2 separate regions of the Canis lupus genome follow, and region 1 is linked to region 2. The links are chromatin contacts, called in public Hi-C maps. All regions are on one chromosome and are shown on one strand. Each heading gives the region's core, a stretch centred on a gene start, on an enhancer-like site or on the middle of the called end of the contact. The rest is flanking DNA. Distances are from core to core; before and after follow the strand shown.

Region 1 (4,574 bases), core at 1,656-4,155, 160 kb after region 2:
ATATAGATTTATTTTTAATGGCTGTACTTTCTTACTTACACTTATTTCTCCTGACTCATCTTCATTACTGACAAACCCATTGTTTACACCACTGTGCACAAAACAAAATAAAGCATACTAGAAACAAAGAAACTCCCCTACCTAGTTGATGATAGTCAACATATATCACTCCCAATTTCTGAGGATAATAAATGTGACTCACAAAATTAACACCTATAAACTTACTAAAAGTTTTGCTTATTAGGCCAAATTTCAATGAACAAAACTACCTAGGTATGTGAAGTTTATAGCATAATATTCCAGTAAGTACTCCACTCAACTTGATACCAAGTTCCGAACCAAAGCTTGATATTTTGTGGGAGAATTTAAAATCTTAATAAAAAACTGGCATTTTGCCTACATCTGCCCATGATTGTGTTACCTTGAAGTTCATTGCAATTTCTTGAAAGATGTCAGGAGGGGAAATGAGTGGTCATAAAAAATGTATTGGTCTGAACCATTAGAAAACTTTGATTTCTACTTTTGCTACTATCCACCACAGTTTCCTCTAAAGCTTGTTCTCCTCATTTTTAAAACAAAAGGGCTGAACTAGATCATCTCTAAAATGTTTCTCATCTCTGCAAAGAATCACACAAGTGAAGTGATTCTAACTACCATAATAGATTTTACTGGAAATAAGAATCCCGCCACATCCTCCTCTTCATTGTTACAAGTGCAGCCCAAGTAACACACTATACTGAAAGGCCCAACTAAAACCAATACAGAATCTACCAATACAAACCTATTCTTGGAATTCAACAGGATAACGGAATAGCAGGGAATGTCCATCTTTTTGGTATACATACTTGAACTATTACATCTCTACCTGTCTAACTTCATCCAATCTGAGGTAAAAGAATCTGGTCTTCCAATAGAGGACAAGTCTCAAACTCGCATTTCTCTACTGGAACGGAACTAAAGATCCAATAGTACAATTTTCAAAAAAAAAAAAAAAAAAAAAAAAAAAAAAAAAAAAAAAACCAAGCCTTGCACCAAGATAAACTCTGTGGAAGAGAATAATGGCAAGTGATGCTTCTAGATAATTCAGTTGTTCTCTTACAACTCAGATTTAAAATCAGCCTTTCAGGTTATTTTTCCTTCTGCTGCCTTAAGTTACAACTTCATTCTCCGAATCGAGATTTTCCTAGCTTCCATTTCAGGGAGTGGACGAGAGAGTTACAAAAGAGCTGATAGTAAGGCTCTTATTTTTCGTCAGTATGGTATGTTTTACTGAGCTTTTGGGTTCTATGTGGCCTTTGAAGAATAAGGTCCTGCAACGCCGCCTGTCTGTGGACCCAGGAAAAATTATAAACAGTTATGAAACCAGATCACTAGGACAAACCAAGAGGCCTTCCTATTCCAACTCACCACAACCAAGGCTGGCTTCAACGCACTGTTTAGCTGCCCCACATTATCTGGAAAACGACAGAGCCTGGCTTTACTTTTTCCTTAGTAAGGAAGCATCTGAAGATGCACAGGTATGCACGTGTAGGAGTCAAACGCATTTTTCAGCCGCTGAGTTGCGTATGGATGTGTATGCATCTAAAATCAGTTCACCCTTGATCCATCCAAAACCCTTGAGGGATCAAAGAACTAAAAGCTACTTCAGCAGCCACAACTAATCATGAAAAGAAGAAGAAGAAAAAAAAAAAAAAAAGCAGCAGCCTGCAGCAGAACAGTATGGAAAAGTACAGCTTCTCACGTGTTTCTCACACACACAGATACTTCTTAGCTCTGAGTCCGTCGCAACCTTTCTTCCCTCCCCTCAGAACTGCTCCCTTCCACCTCGCAAGTGGGAGAATCCATCCACCAAGCTCCTGGCCATTCCGCGAGAGACCCAGCTGCCTATTATCCTCTCCCTCCCGTTCCGGCCCCGCCCCCGCCCCCGCCCCCGCCCCCGCCCCCGCCCCAGGAGTTACACGGCCCTACTGACCCCAGGCGGACCCCGCCGGGTGAGCACACGGGGATCTAACCAGCTCCTCACGCTTAACCGCGTGGAGGGAGCATCCTAGCGCCAGCAGCGGGTCATCCAAGCCCGTGGGCCCCGCGGCCTCCCGCCCCCACGTGTCAGCTACCCTCCCCCACATCCCCACGCCTCGCGACTTAGGCCGGGGCGGAACGGGGACAGCGACGGCCGCGCCACCGAGGGGCAGGAGCCCACGAGAACGTGTCCCGCCGCGAGTCCCCTCCCTCCTCCGGCCCCTGGGCCCTGTACGGTCCCTTCCTCCCTCCTTCCTTTGAAACCAGGCCCTTGCCTCAGAAACCTCCTCTTCCTCGTCGTCGTCGTCCTCCTCTTCCTCGCTGTTGTTGCTGCTGGTGCCGCCGCCGCCGCCGCCGCCTCCGCCGCCGCCGCCGCCTCCGCCGCCGCCGCCGCCGCCGCCGCTGTTGTCGCTGTCGCTGCTGCTTTCGCTGCTGCTGGGGGGTCGGCAGGTCCGGTTGCGCTTGGCCTTGTGGTGTTGCTGCTGCGGCGGCTTCTTCTTCAGGAGCAGGTCGCAGACTCGCACCATCCCACGAGGAGAGGAGGCCGAGCGAGCCCCGCCGCCGCCGCCTACGCCGCTGCCGACCTCCGCCGCCGCCGCCGCCGCCGCCGCCACCGCGGGGGGGCCCGCCACGGCCGCCACCGCCACCGCCGGGGGGCTCCCTTCTACCTCAGCCGCCGCCGCCGCCGCCGCCGCCGCCGCCGGAACCGTCGCCTTCTCCATCCCCAGGGAAAGAGGGAGGGCGCGGGCGGGGGAGGGGCGCGGGGGCTACGCTCTACCGCGACTTCGGCCGCACCGGGGCCGCACAGCGCTCGGGGCCGCCTCCGCCGCCACCGCCTCGGTCACCTCTACTGCCGCCGCCGCCGCCGCCGCTCCGCCAGCTCTCACCTCGTCTCGCGATACTAAGGGCGGGGAGCCTGACGGAGGGAGGGAGGGGGAGGGACGGGGAGGGAGGGGGGAGTGGGGGGGGGGCGAGGCGTGAAGGGAGACCGGGTGTCGGGAGACCGCGAGAAGGCGAGGGAGGGCAGCCCCGGGCGGCCGCCGATGCGGGGCGGCGGGGACAGAGGAGGCCCGCGGGCGTTGTCGCGGAGCCCGCGGGCGCCCGGATCGCTTCCCCTCGCTCGCTATTTCCCCCACACATCCAGCGCCTCAGACCTCCCTTCCTCCTTCCTCGCTGGGGACTAGAACGCAGCCGCGGCCGGAAGTGCGGGTGACGCCATCAGCCGTCGCCCGAGCGGAGGCGCGCGGGCGCCCGAGAGACGAACGTGAGTGAGATCGAGCGCGCGGTCCCGACGCTCCCGTGAGCGGACGGCGGCGCCGCCGGGTCCAGGTGGGCCGTCGTGCGGAGACGTACTTTTATTCCTGGCCTTTTTTTTTAAATTTATATTTATTTTTATTTTATTTTTTTTTGGTGCTTGTTTGTTTGTGTCCCCCACCGCCGACTCGTGGTAAGGACTTTGGGTCTCTGAGAGACGGCGTCGTGCAAGGGAAGGAGCCCTCTCGGCCGCGTACGCTTCCTGGACCTGGGTGTCCCGTTGCGCGGTGGGAAGGAGTCCGGTTCGGTGATGCCGGAGACGGCGACGACTTCGAGGTTTCCAGGAAGCAGGGAGGAGGCAGGACGAGACGGTCCGCCGCGCTTTGGGGATGCTCCACGGAACGGCCGAGCAGTCCTTCCACCCCGCGCCGACTCCGCCTTTCCCTGCGGAGCGGGCGTTATCGGTCCTCGCGTTTGTGTGAGCATCTCCGGGAGGCAGCGTCGTGAAGGCGGGTCTCGAGTTCCACTTGTACATCCACGGAGGACTTCAGGACTGTCGGCGTCAGAGCGTGGCTTATCGGACTCGGAATCATTCCCCTGCTGGTACCGCAAGAGGACAGTGGCGTAGGGAAGATGAAGCAGACGCCCAAGGCAGATGTACTGGCACAGGATTTAAAAAGTACGTCTCAGCTGACACAGTTGCCATTTTAAGACTGCTGAGTTTAATTGAGTGTGCTGCATTTTTTTTTTTTTAGCATTTTTTTTTTTCTTTTTAGCATTGGCATACCATATGAAATGTGGGCAGTTGCCAGTACTCTACAGAGTACTATGGCAGGATTGGCGATGACTGAATCAGTTCATTCAAACAGAAGTTCATCATGTTCCTACTGTGTGCATAGGTTTTTTTTTTTTTTTTTGGTTTTTTTTTTCTTTTGGTTTTTTTTTCTTTTGGTTTTTTTTTTTTTTTTTTTTTTGCGTTTTTTTTTTTTGGTGTTTTGTTTTGTTTTGTTTTGTTTTGTTTTGTTTTTATCAAAGTCTCTACTTCCAGGGGCTTTTGGTATAGTAAGTGCTGTAGTAAAAGACACACGCTAAGCTGACCATCCACCTGTCCCTCTCCTACAGCAGTGGCTGGGTTCCTGTGCAGAGCCTGACACTGTAGTGTGTATCCCACCCGCTGCAGCTTTAGCTTCTAGAACCTCAGCTGGGTTCCTCCCTCCCACTCTGTATATCCATCCATCAGCACCTTCTTTACCTTCTTTTCCCTTCTCACCAGAATACTTTTTACAGCCTTAAGTCCCGGC
Region 2 (4,196 bases), core at 1,144-3,643:
GCACGAACCGCAACTTCCTGGTTAAGATGCCTTGCAATGTTTTTTATTTCTGGCTGTAAATTTTCCACCTAGCTAAAGAAAAAGCAAAATTTGTTAGAAGTACATAAAGGATCTTTATTCATAACCACTCATCATTTTACTCTCTATTCCTCTTACTGAAAAAATGTGGTTTACTGATCATCTGAAAAAAAAAAAAAAAATTTAAGTCTAAGCATAAGGTCATTCATTTGCTTACGGTATCTTCAGTCACAACGAAACTCAAATTCCAGCCTATACTCTTAGCTATGCGAGTTATTTAAGCTCTAATACCCCGTTCCCTCATATATAAAATGTCTAACAGCACCTACTTCACAGAATTATTATAAGGATTAAACAAGAACTGAACCCTACACTTTAATGTTTCATCCCTGGACTTCTGAGTAACATAAAGTGGAAAAACATTAAGTCTATATTAAGACTGTAACCACAGAGTCACAAAAAGTCTGCATTTATTTCCGCCGTGTTAATTCTTTCTGTAAAGTGCCTCGCTGCCTCGATGGTGCTGATGATTTCCTTTGTTTCTGGGTCCCCCATCCCTAAAAAACAGTCTGAAAACACGAAAACCATTATTTTTCGAAGCCTCTCCTTTGAATGATATTTTGCTTTCAAAGCCCTTTAACTCCCGTTATCTGACTTGATCTCATAGCATCGTGAAGGGGGCCAGGAAACTATTACTATCCTGATTCCACAGAAGAGAAAGAAGCACTGAAGGCCAAGCGGGCCTCTGGCTGGGGCCAACGAGAGCGGTAGGTGACACAGCCTGAAAAAGGAATCACGTTCGCCCACGGCTGTAGCTTAGCAGGGCTTTTTTCTAGTTAAGAGAGATGAACTGGGATACTTGGGGACAAAAGATGCTGCAGGCCTACGGGCTGCCACAACCTTCAAGACGGCAATTCTACAAGTTTCTCCGTACACACAGCGACTTCTACCGATTCCTCTGTCTTTCTCGTTCTCTAACAAACAGCAAGCTCAGTGACCGCTTGGGCTTAGAGCACAGACCTAGTAGGGGAAAGAAATGACAGGCACATGCGTCACGGAGCATCTCTGGATTCACGTATCCAGTGCTCGATAGATTTCTGATTAAGAAGGTGGTCGTGGGGGATCGATCCCTGGTTTGGCGCCTGCCTTTGGACCAGGGCGCGATCCTGGGGTCCCAGGATCGAGTCCCACGTCGGGCTCCCGGTGCACGGAACCTGCTTCTCCCTCTGCCTGTGTCTCTGCCTCTCTCTCTCTCTGTGTCTCTCATAAATAAATAAATAAATAAATAAATAAATAAGTAAGTAAATAGATAAATAGGTAAATAGGTAAATAGATAAATAAATAACAAAAAATAAATAAAAAATAAAAAGTAAAAATAAACAAATAGATAAATAAGCAAATAGATAAATAAATAAAAATAAAAAATAAAAATAAATAAATAGATAGATAAATAGATAAATAAATAGATAAATAAAGATAAATAGATAGATAAATAAATAAATAAAAACAAATAAATAGATAAATTGATAAATAATAAATAACAAATAAAAATAAAAAAAATAAATAAATAAAGATAAATAGATAAATAAACAAATAAATAGATAAGTAGATAAATAAATAACAAATAAAAATTAAATAAATAGATAAATAGATAAATAGATGGATAGATAGATAAGTAGATAAATAAATAAAGATAAATAAATAAATAATAAATAAAAATAAAAATAAATAAATATTCAAATAAATAAATAGATAAGTAGATAAATAAATAATAAATAACATAAAAATTAAATAAATAAATAGGTAGATGGATACATAGATAAATAATAAATAACAAATAAAAAATAAAAAATAAAATAATAAATAGCTAGACAGACAGAAGGCGGTCGCGAGCTTCACGCCGCGCGGGGCAGATGCAGGGGGCGGGGTCGGGTCGGGGTCGGGGTCGGGTGTTCCTGCCGCGGGCGCCCCCGCCGGCCCCCACCGGCCCCCGCCGGCCCTCACCAGCCCTCACCGGCCCTCCGGGCGCAGGCCGCGCGCCGCTCACCTTGGCCAGGATGTAGTGCTGGTAGGCGGCCAGGGGCAGCGTGACGGCGCCGCGGAGGGCCACGGTGCCGAGCCCGATGCAGGCCCACCAGGGCAGGCCCGCGGCGGCGTGCAGGCCGAGCAGCATCTCCTCCGCGCCCCGCACCGGCGCCGACGCGGCCAGGGCCTCGTACCAGCCGCCAGGGCCGCCAGGGCCGCCTGGGCCGCCTGCCGACCCCGACGCCACCGCCCGCGCCCACTGCGGACACCGGCCGCCGCCCGCGGGGGTGGGCGCCGCGAGCCGCGGCCTCCGCAGCCGCCCAGCGCCCAGCCGGCACAGCATGTCGGCGCCAGGGCTCCGCCAGACGTCGACGTCACAGAGCAGCGCCGGCTGCGCTTCGCTCGGCCTCGGCCCCGGCCCCGGCCCCCACGCGCACGCGCGCCCTCTCTCGGCACCCTCGACCTTCGCCAGCCGGCCAGTGGCGTCGGCGTCGCACGGGCGATGACGCATCGGTAGGGAAGCCCCGCCTTTCCCACGCGGCACGGGGCAGGCCCACTGCGCAGACGCTGCACTGCCCGCGGCGGGCGGGGAGCCCGGGGGGGGGGGGGGGCGGGGCTGCCGCCTGCACTGCGGCCGGGCGTGGCTCGAAGCCCTCGCCTCGCAGGCCGCGTTCAGCGCGTGCATCCTTTTTCAACCGGTCCGATCGTGTGGTTTGTGGCCGGTTAAACTGCGCAGGTGGTTTTCCTGCCCGGAGGGCGCCCCCCCCCCCGCCCCCCGCCCCCCCCGCGCGCAGCCCGGTGACATCTGCCGGAGACGGAGGTGACAGCGCGGCGGGGCCCACAAGGGGCATGGGTCGTGCACCGGGCGTAGTGCGGCGCGCGCTGTAAGGCCTCACTGGCTCCCCTGTTTCCATTTCCAAGCCCGAGTGCACGAGCGCACACCGGGTGCGCAGTGGTGCTTCCTCCCCTGCAAAGAGCGCAGCCCAGCAGGAGTGCTGGACGCCAGAGCATCTCCTCCAGGGGCGGGGTGAACTCCTCCTGGAGCGTACGTCTGCCCCACGTAAAGGACCCAGAACACCTTGTCTTCGGATTAGCAGAAATACGGCCAAATCTGCTTGCACTGGTTTGGAGTTGTGTGTTCCTGGAAAGAGTGTGCATCGATCACGGAAGGGCCACCCCGAACCCTAGAGCCCGGACTGGGTCTGCGCGGAGCCAGACGTTGGTTGAAACAAGCCTCCCGCCAGCGCTGGGGCAATGCGGACCTGCCAACGAGGTGCATCGCGCACCGACACGAGTTCTGAAACGTGTTCAAACACACAAGGCCCAACTTCTGTATATGTAGCTGTTCCTTTTTAAAAGAAAAGGCGACACCGGTCTGTATCCCTACCCATCCAAGTTAGAAAAGGCGACCGGGGGCGCCTTCGTCGCTCCGTGGTTCCACTCGCTTTTGCTTCCACGCGCGGTGGACGCCGAGGAGTCCGCTGGAGGATGCTCCTCTCCCTCTGTTCCTCCTCCCACTCATGTCCTCTCCCAAATAAATGAATAAAAGAATTCTTTAAAACATTAAACATTCTTTAAAAGAATGTTTAAAAAGAAACCAAAACAAGCAAAAAAAAGCAAAAAAGGAAGCAACCGATCGCTAGTGACTACTGCGTTAAAGCGGAAACAAGTTTTAAGTGCAAATATCTTGGCCTAAAGACTGTGGGAGTAAAGAAGCAAGTGCTTACGCTGCTGCATTCCTCTCCTTCCAGAGAACTGAGGTCACTGGAAGTTGGTGCTTCCATGGTTAGCACTGAAGCCTCGGGACTCTGATGTTTTAATATCCATAGGAGAAAAGGAGTGGATTAGGTCCGCCTTTTCTGGAGTTACATATTGTCATTTCAAAGTGTTCCATTGCTCTAAGTTTCAATATTGTGATCTAAATAAAATTCATGAATATTTAACTTCTGCTAATTTCATATATATTAATATGTATTTCTGAATTCATGGAATAGGGATGATCAGAACTTATCCACTTTGTAAAGAACGTTGGGGGAAGGATTTGTCAGTTATAAAGCTCAATACAAAAGGAGGGTTAGCACTAATGTATATACTACTTACCCAAAATTGTGGGAACTCTTGAGTTGCAGAGTACAATATGAAATGACCGTACA

Evidence for each region. Hi-C and Micro-C count contacts between places; a contact is called where the count stands out from the background.
Region 1: a Hi-C map of blood shows a contact between it and region 2, with 2.2 times the contacts expected there. The contact joins the promoter of ANKRD17 here to the promoter of COX18 in region 2. A contact is called at or near these places in 3 of 9 Hi-C or Micro-C datasets (amygdala and blood).

What each region holds. Positions count from the first base shown.
Region 1 is chr13:63,103,409-63,107,982 of UU_Cfam_GSD_1.0, forward strand. ANKRD17 (ankyrin repeat domain-containing protein 17) reads right to left here and starts at 2,906. Exons shown (of 33, transcript XM_038556309.1): 1 at 2,295-2,906. The coding sequence starts at 2,741.
Region 2 is chr13:62,944,976-62,949,171 of UU_Cfam_GSD_1.0, forward strand. It overlaps COX18 (cytochrome c oxidase assembly protein COX18, mitochondrial), which reads right to left and starts at 2,394. Exons shown (of 6, transcript XM_038556301.1): 1 at 2,066-2,394; 2 at 1-68. The coding sequence starts at 2,386.